3 separate regions of the Mus musculus genome follow, and all the other regions are linked to region 1. A link is a contact called in public HiChIP or PLAC-seq data. All regions are on one chromosome and are shown on one strand. Each heading gives the region's core, a stretch centred on a gene start, on an enhancer-like site or on the middle of the called end of the contact. The rest is flanking DNA. Distances are from core to core; before and after follow the strand shown.

Region 1 (2,981 bases), core at 284-2,783:
TTCCTTCCTTCCTTCCTTCCTTCCTTCCTTCCTTCCCTCTTTCCCTCCTTCCCTCCTTCCCTCCCTCCCTCCCTTCTTTCTCTCTCTCTCTTTCTCTATTTCTTTCTTTCTTCATTCCACATCCCAATATCAGCCTCCTCTCCTCCCAGACCCCTCTGCAGCTCCTCCCCCCATTTCTCCTCCTCCTCCCCTCCGAGAAGGGGGTGTCCCCCCATTACAGTTTTTTTATTTTATATGTATGGGTGTTTTGCATGCATGCATGTCTGTACCACATGCGTGCTTGGTGCTGGCAGAGGCCACAAGAGGGTGTCGGGTCCTCTGGAACTGAAGTTACGGATGGTTGTGAGTCACCATGTGGGTGCTGGGAATTGAACCCAGGTCCTTTGGAAAAGCAGCCAGTACTCAACCACAGAGCCTTCTCTCCAGCCCCATATGTAAGTGTTTTGAGGGGGGTTCATTCCAATAATGAGGCTTGCAAGTATTTTTCCTTAACAACTTCGTGGGGGGGCATGGGTGACTTGTCCCCCTGCTCCCTCGTGTCCCTGTGTCCACTATTTCTCAGGCTGTTTCTCTGGAATGAAGCCCCTATAACCTTTCATTCCAGTCACTGTGGTAGGATAAAATGCAGCATTACGCATTGATTTGGATGTACTAGGAAATGTACTATAAACAGGTGTAAACACTCTGAAGTTCCTGTAGGTGGACCAGTTTAGTGCTGAGGTTGGAAGGTGTGCACATAGCTATGGTCCCTTGATACCCTGGCCCTGGGGTGTGCACATAGCTATGGTCCCTCTGTGCATAGCCCATACAACACAGAGTTTTATGCCATATGGGCTTATGGGCAGTGCCCCATACAACACAGAGTTTTATGCCATATGGGCTTATGGGCAGTGCTTCCATATGTTTTTTGAAGTAGTGTATATTTGCTGCCACAACTGAGAGTCAATAGCTTTGATCAAATACTGGACATGTATATTCAACCCTTTTTAATTTCAGAATTATTTATCTTTTTTTTTTTTTTTTCCTTTTGTGCCTACAGTGAGGCCAGGTTCCAGAGACTGTCCTCTTCCTCCTCAGGGCAACAAGACTTTGAAAACGAGCTGGTTGGTATCCAATGGATGGTGGTTTTGTGACGCGAAGGGCCGAGGGTGCAGCTTGGTAGCAATGATTGATTGAGGTCTAGGCGGTTGCACTCCTGGTTTAGTGACTAACAGCACTGTGATCTGTGAGAGGTCAGCTCTGGGGAAAGCTCCCCTCCATATGAATGGAAACATGAGGACTTGGAAGTGTCTAGAAGGAGACAGTGGTTAAATGATCCCTCCCTGCAAGGCTCCATTGACTTTCCAGGCAGAACAGGCTGTGGATCTCCTGGGCTTTGGCAGCAACTTGTCTCTTACTGTTATGGTTCTTGTACAAGAGTTAATTATTGACGTGTCTGCTAGATTTTGAGCCAAATGTGGGCAGGGATCCTGCCTCATATAGCCTTGTCCCCAGCACTAGATATCTGGTAGGTACTTAGTCAGCTGTTGACTGAGTGATGAGCAAATATTTGTCTTTCCCAACTGGTAACAGGCTAGCTTTATGGAGCAGTAGGACCTGAGAGGTCATGGAACCTACACACATTTCTTTCCCTCCCTAAGGCCTATGCTGGGTGCTTTCTAATGCATTAGACTGGTTCCTGTTGTGTCTTTTTTTTAAAACCCCACCTGCCACGGGGTTGTGCCTTGCAAAGAATAAGAGTTAGGGGGGGTCAACTCACCAAATGTGTGAAGGAAAATCCTGTTCTACACAGATCCAAGAGGAATGGTGATTTGATCTCAAAGATGTGATTGTATCTGCCTCCCAAAGACATGGGTGCTGGATGCTAATACCTGTTCTCTGTCTCCAGGGATGCTGTCCTTGGCTGACGGCCATCTTCCGCCTGCAGTGAGTAAGATGGGGGTGTCTGTTGGAGCATGTGGCTTCGTGTGAGGGCTTTGCCATTCAGGAGGAAGTAGCTGAGATGTTAGATTCTGAAGTGGTATCTCTCATACTTTTCCGGTTGAGGACCTAAACGGTGTATAAGGTCTAGAACAAAGATGACTGGGAAGTCTCTGTAGTCAGGGCCCAGGGAAAGAAGGAGGCCTTCTGCGTATACAGTCCTACGGGGGCTCAGACATCCCCAAACTGCAGTTGGATTTCAAAGGTTCTTGAATCTAGTGATAAACATTTGAATCCAATCAAGGTGGCTGTCCGAGTATGGGATTGAACCCAGGGCTTCCTGCATAGGAGGTACAGTAGGCTAGATCCCCAGGCCTTAGTTAAACGAATTTAATTTCCCCACTTACTCGTTCTGATGCATATAAACCCGTCTAGCAGAGTTCCTATCCCTATCTAACCAATGTGACATATCAAATAGAACAATTCCTGTCTAAAGCAAAACAAAACAAACGCCCCTCCAAAACAAAACAACAAAACTCTAATTAGATTATATAATATTATAAAAGAAAAGGCCATTGTAGAGTTAGTGAAATGGGCTTGGGGATTCTCAGTTCCTCTCTCAGGGCCTCAGTTTCTCCACCTGATTTGTGTGGGAGTTTGGTGGGAGTTGTCCCCGAGATTGCTGGTGGGAGGCAGGGTCACACGGAGAAGCCAGGGAACTTCCTGAAGCCGAGGAAGCAGGTGGGCGTGAGCCTGGCTTGCTTGGAAGTGGAAAGATGTTAGCCTCACAGTGCATCCTGAAATGAATCACTGAGCAAGCATGATGCTCGCTGCCTTGTCCGTGAGCACCCTTGGGAGTCGGATGTGCTTTAACTCATTGCATCCCGGAGCTCTGCTGGCTGTTTGAGGTGGGAAGTGGACAGTCAGTTCTGAACCTATTGGGGTACTGTGTGACACACCAGTGCTGGGCACACCAGGGCTGGGCTGTGCAAATTCACTTTTGTTTTCATGCTTCTCTGCTTGCTTTTCTGCCTTTACCACATAGGGCTTCCCTGGTCACT
Region 2 (2,981 bases), core at 259-2,758, 440 kb after region 1:
TTGGGCTTTCCCTGACCTGGTGACTGTTGGCTGGAGGCAGCATGGCTCTGCAAAGAGTCGCAAATCAGCCAGGCTGGACACGGGCCAGAGTCCTGCTCCCTTGGCATCTCTCCTAGACGTGCAGGGCTCTGAGCTATCTTTGTCTGCTGGTGACTGAACAGCTATCAGAGGCACAGCACACAGCCCCAGAACTAGCTGCATCTGCTAGTCTGGCCCAGACAGGGGTTGAAGATGCCAGCGTGTTCTGTGTTCAGGTTATGTTCTCCATGTCGGTCCAGGGACAGGGCAGCCGAGGTCTCCCTTGCTGGTTTGTCTGCTGATCGTAGTCCCCAGCTGTGACAGGGTGAATGAACCCTGCAGTCTCTCTCACCTACCTGCTTTCTTTCCAGTTGTTACCTGTGTCTTCTCCATAGTGACAGCTTTCACTAGACTTAGATTGTCAAGCTGATGACTTTGCCTTAGACCAGGGATGAAGACTCATAGTCAGGAGTATGGGAAAAATATCTCAGGGACAGCAACCAGTTAAGAAAGTGGCATCATTACCTACTGAGCACTGGCCCTGGGACTCTTTGTCTCTTTGCTTTATATATGTTCCTTCTTCTCCTTTTTCTTCTTCTTCTTTCCTTCCTTTTTCCTTCTTCCTCCCTCTCCTCCTCTTCTCTCTCTCCCCTCTTCTCTTCCTCCTCTTCTTTTCTCTCCCTCTCCTCCTCTTTCCCTCCCCTTCCAGCCATCTCTGTATGTTTTCATGTGTATATGTGTGCATGTGTGAGTGGTCACGGGTACACATGGACACATTTTAAGTGGTCCTCACGCTCACATGGAAAGCCCTTCAGTATGGCGAGCACATTTCTGAGCTGGCCATCTCTCTAGTCCCCATCATTTCTTTTGCTCCTTGCAGTGGCTCTGAGATAGGAACTATAATTGTCCTTTCTTTATATTTGAAGTGATGGAGGTATTATTGTTCTTTTTTTTTATTATTTGAGGTAACTGAGGTTTGGAAAGGTTAATAAAACTTGCCTGCAGTCACACAAATCAGTGAGACAGATATTGAATCCCAGCAGGGTCCCTGTGACTCACACAGAGCCCGAGCTCCCTGTGGAGTTGCCCCTCAGTGTGGACACAGAGGGAGTCCGTGCTCAAATCTAGCAGAATTCTCATTTCTGTACTCTGTACTGTGGGCTAGGCCTCTTCTCCACACTCCCTGCAGCCCGCTGAGGCAGGAACATTAGTCTTCTTATTTTATAAACAAAAAGGTCACAGTCTGGGGAGGTAAAAGGTACATTCAAGGTCAGGGAGCTAGTGATGGGTAGGTAGGTACCTATAAAGATGGAAGATACAGGGACTAGGGGTAGCTCTGCTTGTAACATGAGGGGCATATGGGAGGTGTCTGAGAGAATGGTAGATGAGGGACCACAGTGATTGTGGCTGAGTCAGCCTTCTTTAGCTGTGCTCAAGTGTCTGGCGTGATTGGCTTAAAGGAGGGGAACTTCTGACTCACAGTTTGTAAGTTTTAGTTATCGGTCAGTTCCTCTCCTGTTTTGGGACCTGCGATGAGGTCATTGTGGGGAGGCTGTGCTGGAGCACAGCTGCTTGCCTAGAGGAAAAGAGAGAAAGAAGAGAGATAGGGCAGGTGGTGGGGGGATGATGGAATATGAAGGGCTGAAATCCCACCAATATGCCCTTCAAGGCCATGTCCTAATGACGTAACTTCCTCCCACGAGGCCACACCTCCTAATGATGTAACTTCCTCCCACTAGGCCACACCTCCTCAAGCTTCTACCACATAGCACCACAGGCTGGTGACAAAGCCTTTAACATATAGGCCTTTGGGGACATTTAAGATGTATATTATTATGGCAGTATAAAGAGATCAGAGGATCATGGGACTGAATGTGGTGTATTGGTGGTCGGGGGTCAGATATACAGGAGCAGCAGACAGAAGGGTGGGTTCCATTTTATCCCTAATCATTGGCCCACTCTGCCTAGTCTAAGTGGCTCTGCCCCTTTAGACTCTGCTATGGAATTGGCCTGGTCCCATCTTGTTGGCAGGCCATAGCACAGGGATCCCTGCTCAAGATAAGAGCAGCCGCTGCCCTGTGACAGTAACAAGCTGTCCTGTGTGTGCTGTCGGGGAGATGCATCTGCTGACCCTGCTTCTCCAAAGGGCCCCACTAGATGAGACTGGTGGAGTCAGGACATGACTGAGATCTCTGTGTTGGCTTTAAAGTGCTTTCCTTGGTCTCATTAGCTCCTGGGCACATTGTTTGGGTATCCTTAGATGACAGAGGGCTGGTGCCAAGCCTGCTGGGTCACGGCCCATGTTGGTATTGATGGGTGTACTATGAAGTGTTCTTTATTCCGTCTCATAAGGGAAAGTGAATCTCATTAGCAAAGGCCGAAGACAACTAAGGAAGAGGGTGAGTGCTGGACTCCAGATCTGACCCTTTGCTGGCTGGCTCTGGGCATTACAGAGCACAGACTATCCAGTGACAACGTTATGAGTGATAGCTACTTTTTGATTATGCTTCATGGTCCTCGATGGCTGAGCAAGGACTGGGATAAATGCTTGGTACTTCATAGAGCCCCAAAACAACTGTCTGAGTCTAGAACCAGTGCTCCATCCTTCCCAGGAGCACATGAGACATTTTCCTGAGCAGCTTAGAATCAGCAAGGGAAGAGACTTAGGTAGTACTCAAGCTGCACTCATTGGTTGGGCGCTCTGTATCCCAGCCAATCAAAACGCTTCCGTAGCCTGCTTGCCTTCCAAATGTTGGCACTCCCTGCTCTAACAGGACCCCAAAGCTTGGGATTTTTCTGAAGGCATTGCTTCTATTGGAACAAGACATGGAGAGGAAGTGAGATGGTGTGTTCTGTGTCTTTCATGCACAGGTTTGGGGACTTATAGGAGGAAGCTACTTTTCTGGGGGGAGTGTTTGTTTGGGGTCAGAAATGGTCTGACCCACGTTCTCAGGTGGTGCTCA
Region 3 (2,981 bases), core at 207-2,706, 380 kb after region 1:
TTCTTCCATAGGGTTTGTCTATGGCAAGCATATTGTATAAAGATGGAGAATAACAGCAACAACAACACACACATACACATATACACACATATACATATATACACAGACACACATACACATGCATACACACACATGCACACACATATACACAAACACACACATTCATATATACATACACACATACAGATACATGCACATACACTCACATACACACATACACACGCATACACACACATACATACACAAACACATATACATACACACTTTTCCCTCCTTAATATAGCTACCAACTTGTTTTTAAGGCATCTCTAGTTTGCCTTCTCTTGATGTCACATGGCTGTGTGACCTCAGCTGATGTGTTTCTGGGGTTCACAAGTGTTCAAGGTGATAGAGCTTAAGAACACACATGACATATCTCATGACATATCTCAATGACCTGGAGCATTGATGGACTCTATAAGCAGATTATAGAACATTAAAACATATTTCTTTAAAGCTTACATTCCAAAGAAATTACTCAAATCACATGAGTCCATCTAAGCATTCTTTATATCCTGATATATTTATCTTGATATGTATCATATATCAAACCACTGATATCGATGGTTGCTGGGATAAAACAAGGTGAACAGAAGCAACTTATGGAACAAAGAGTTTATTTTGGCTCATGCCTCCTGATAAGAGTCCATTGTGATGAGGAAGCTTGGTATGGATGCAAGATTACCAACCATCGGGTGTGGCCTCAGGAGGCTGAGAGCTCACATCCTCAACGGTAAGCATGAGGTAGAGAGAGTGGACTGGAAGTGTCTGATGCTTTTCATCTCAGAGGCTGCTCCCACTGACAGTACTTCCTCCAGAAGGGCTGTGCCACCTGAACACTCCCAAACAGCACCACAGCTGGGGACATTTCTCATTCAAATCACCATCCCATCCCAGATGGTAACTCAGAGGCTGGGAAACATTTCTAGCAGTGAACAGTCACAACTGGTCAGAGAAGGCTTTCTGGAGGCAGGGTATGAAGCAGGATTTGAATTTTAGAAAATTTTGAGCATATGTCAGAGAGGAATACGTGTTTGAAGAGGTTCCAGGGGAGGGGATGCATCAAGCCAGGCTGGCGGGTGACCAGGAGAGTCCACTGGAGGACTAGAGAGGGTCAACCATATAGTCAGCCAGGAATGTGATACTTTGACAGAGGATGAGCTTAGAGACCGGGTTGTTTGGTTCAGTGATTCCTAACCAGAGCATTTTAAAGCTACCCTGGCTGGGACTCGACCCCAGAGATTCTTGTTCAAGAGGGCTGGTGTGGAGTTGAAGGGATCTATTCTTGGGAAAAGCTCTTCAGCTAATTCCATGGCATTCAGTGGCAAACCCCCGTGAAATGGGGGTGGATTGCAATAGCTCACTTTCAAAGGAAGGAAGCTGGGATAAGAAGGGTTAAAGCAAGAGAGAGACTGTGTGAAGCAAGAACAAACAGGAAGTGAGTCAATGGGGGACCACGCTCTACTCCAGTGTGTCCCTCAGATTAGCACAGGCTGGTTGGTGTCCAACTTGTTCACAGCTGTGTCTGCCTCACTTATAACTCCACCCCAGGAAGTAATTACACTCACTACATGGTTCTTTGAGAAATTCATAATAGTTTTTTAAAAAGAGACATTTTCAGCACATCATTATTGCTGGTGTTACTTTTATTTGTAATGCTATAAAAGCAATTATAATTTCTCCTCTGTATTTCTATTCAGTTATTCCCTTTAAGAGTTATAACATACAGAGAAAAGACATTAGGAAAAAAATCTTCAAGTTTCTGTTGGATGGAGATAGACAATGCCCATAAACAACACAGCTCTAACTTGTCCTTGAATATCTTTAGAGTAATGGGAGACTCAGAGATATTATTATGCTCGATCATATTTAAGCCAGCTAGGTACTTCTTAAGTGCATTTAAATCTTGTTTAGAAACTAGAAAAAAAAAATAACTGGTTCCACCACAGATCCTTTCTGTCAGAGCACAATGTTTCATTAAAAGGCAGAGAAAAGAGCTGATGTAAAATCTTCCCTTTTTGGGATGCTGATTCTTTTTGTCATAGAACAAAGACTGACTGCTAGAAATATTTACATATGCAGCCCTCAGGATCGAAAAACTTGAATTTGATCAACAGACACATCTACCACTTGCTATATTTTAATTTCACCCCCCATGACTCAGCATTTCTAACTTGTCTTTGAGAAATTGAAAACAAAGTTTTCTTCTTTGTGAAGTGCTTTGTTTCTTTGGAATTAGTCCTAGTGTGTGGCATGTTTTCGCTGCCTTTCTATTGCTGGGAAGAGGCACCACGACCAAGACAAGTTTTAAAACAAAGTGTTCAATTGGACTCTTTGCTTACAGATTCAGAGTGTTAGAGTCTGTGATCATCATGGCACGGTGTGTGGCAGCAGGCTGGCAGGCATGGTGCTAGAGAAGTATCTGAGAGATTACAGCTGGTCCACAAGGTGGTGTGTGTGGGTGTGTGTGTGTATGTGCACGAGCATGTCTGTGTTACTGAGAGTGGCTTGAGCTTTTGAAGCCTCAAAGTCCACCCCCAGTGACACACTTCCTCTAACAAGGCCACACCTACTCTACTAATTCTTCCCAAACAGTTCCACCCACAGCTGGGGACCAAGCATTTGAATATATGAGCCTTTGGGAACTATTTTTATTCAAACCACCACATGACATAATTATAAGTGACTGTGTGGTATACCCCCCATACCCCCCCCACACTCCCCAGTGTAAGACCATGGACGTCTCAGAAATGCCATGTATCCTGGCTCTGCATCAGTCTTATGAAGGACTGCTCAAGGAATGTTGCAGAGAACCTTGCCTTTGGGCTATAAGATTCGCAGCAATTACGATGTCCAACCAAGATTTGTCTTTTGAATATGCTCCGTTTATTCACACAAACATTTCTTCTAATAGCATGATAATATACAAGTTAAGTAGCTGT

What was found. HiChIP or PLAC-seq counts read pairs in DNA pulled down with a chosen protein or histone mark.
Region 2: a contact with region 1 is called in a FOXA1 HiChIP or PLAC-seq map of pancreatic cancer cells. The contact joins two enhancer-like sites. A contact is called at or near these places in 1 of 115 datasets of contacts at active chromatin or transcription factors (pancreatic cancer cells) and 1 of 9 other capture datasets (pancreatic islet).
Region 3: a FOXA1 HiChIP or PLAC-seq map of pancreatic cancer cells shows a contact between it and region 1. The contact joins two enhancer-like sites.

Annotation. Positions count from the first base shown.
Region 1 is chr1:180,951,093-180,954,073 of GRCm38.p6, forward strand. Tmem63a (transmembrane protein 63a) reads left to right here. Exons shown (of 23, transcript NM_144794.2): 4 at 1,040-1,103; 5 at 1,889-1,926. Among named protein-coding and RNA genes, the nearest start is that of Tmem63a, 10 kb to the left of the region's middle. Within about 2 kb of position 1,534, at least 43 of the 459 cell types and tissues checked have an H3K27ac peak or open chromatin away from gene starts, as enhancers often do. A contact at or near this core is called in pancreatic cancer cells, where this site is marked.
Region 2 is chr1:181,393,898-181,396,878 of GRCm38.p6, forward strand. The region is part of intron 1 of Cnih3 (cornichon family AMPA receptor auxiliary protein 3); the gene reads left to right. Among named protein-coding and RNA genes, the nearest start is that of Cnih3, 43 kb to the left of the region's middle. Within about 2 kb of position 1,509, at least 91 of the 459 cell types and tissues checked have an H3K27ac peak or open chromatin away from gene starts, as enhancers often do. A contact at or near this core is called in pancreatic cancer cells, where this site is marked.
Region 3 is chr1:181,331,310-181,334,290 of GRCm38.p6, forward strand. No RefSeq gene overlaps it. Among named protein-coding and RNA genes, the nearest start is that of Cnih3, 20 kb to the right of the region's middle. Within about 2 kb of position 1,457, at least 41 of the 459 cell types and tissues checked have an H3K27ac peak or open chromatin away from gene starts, as enhancers often do. A contact at or near this core is called in pancreatic cancer cells, where this site is marked.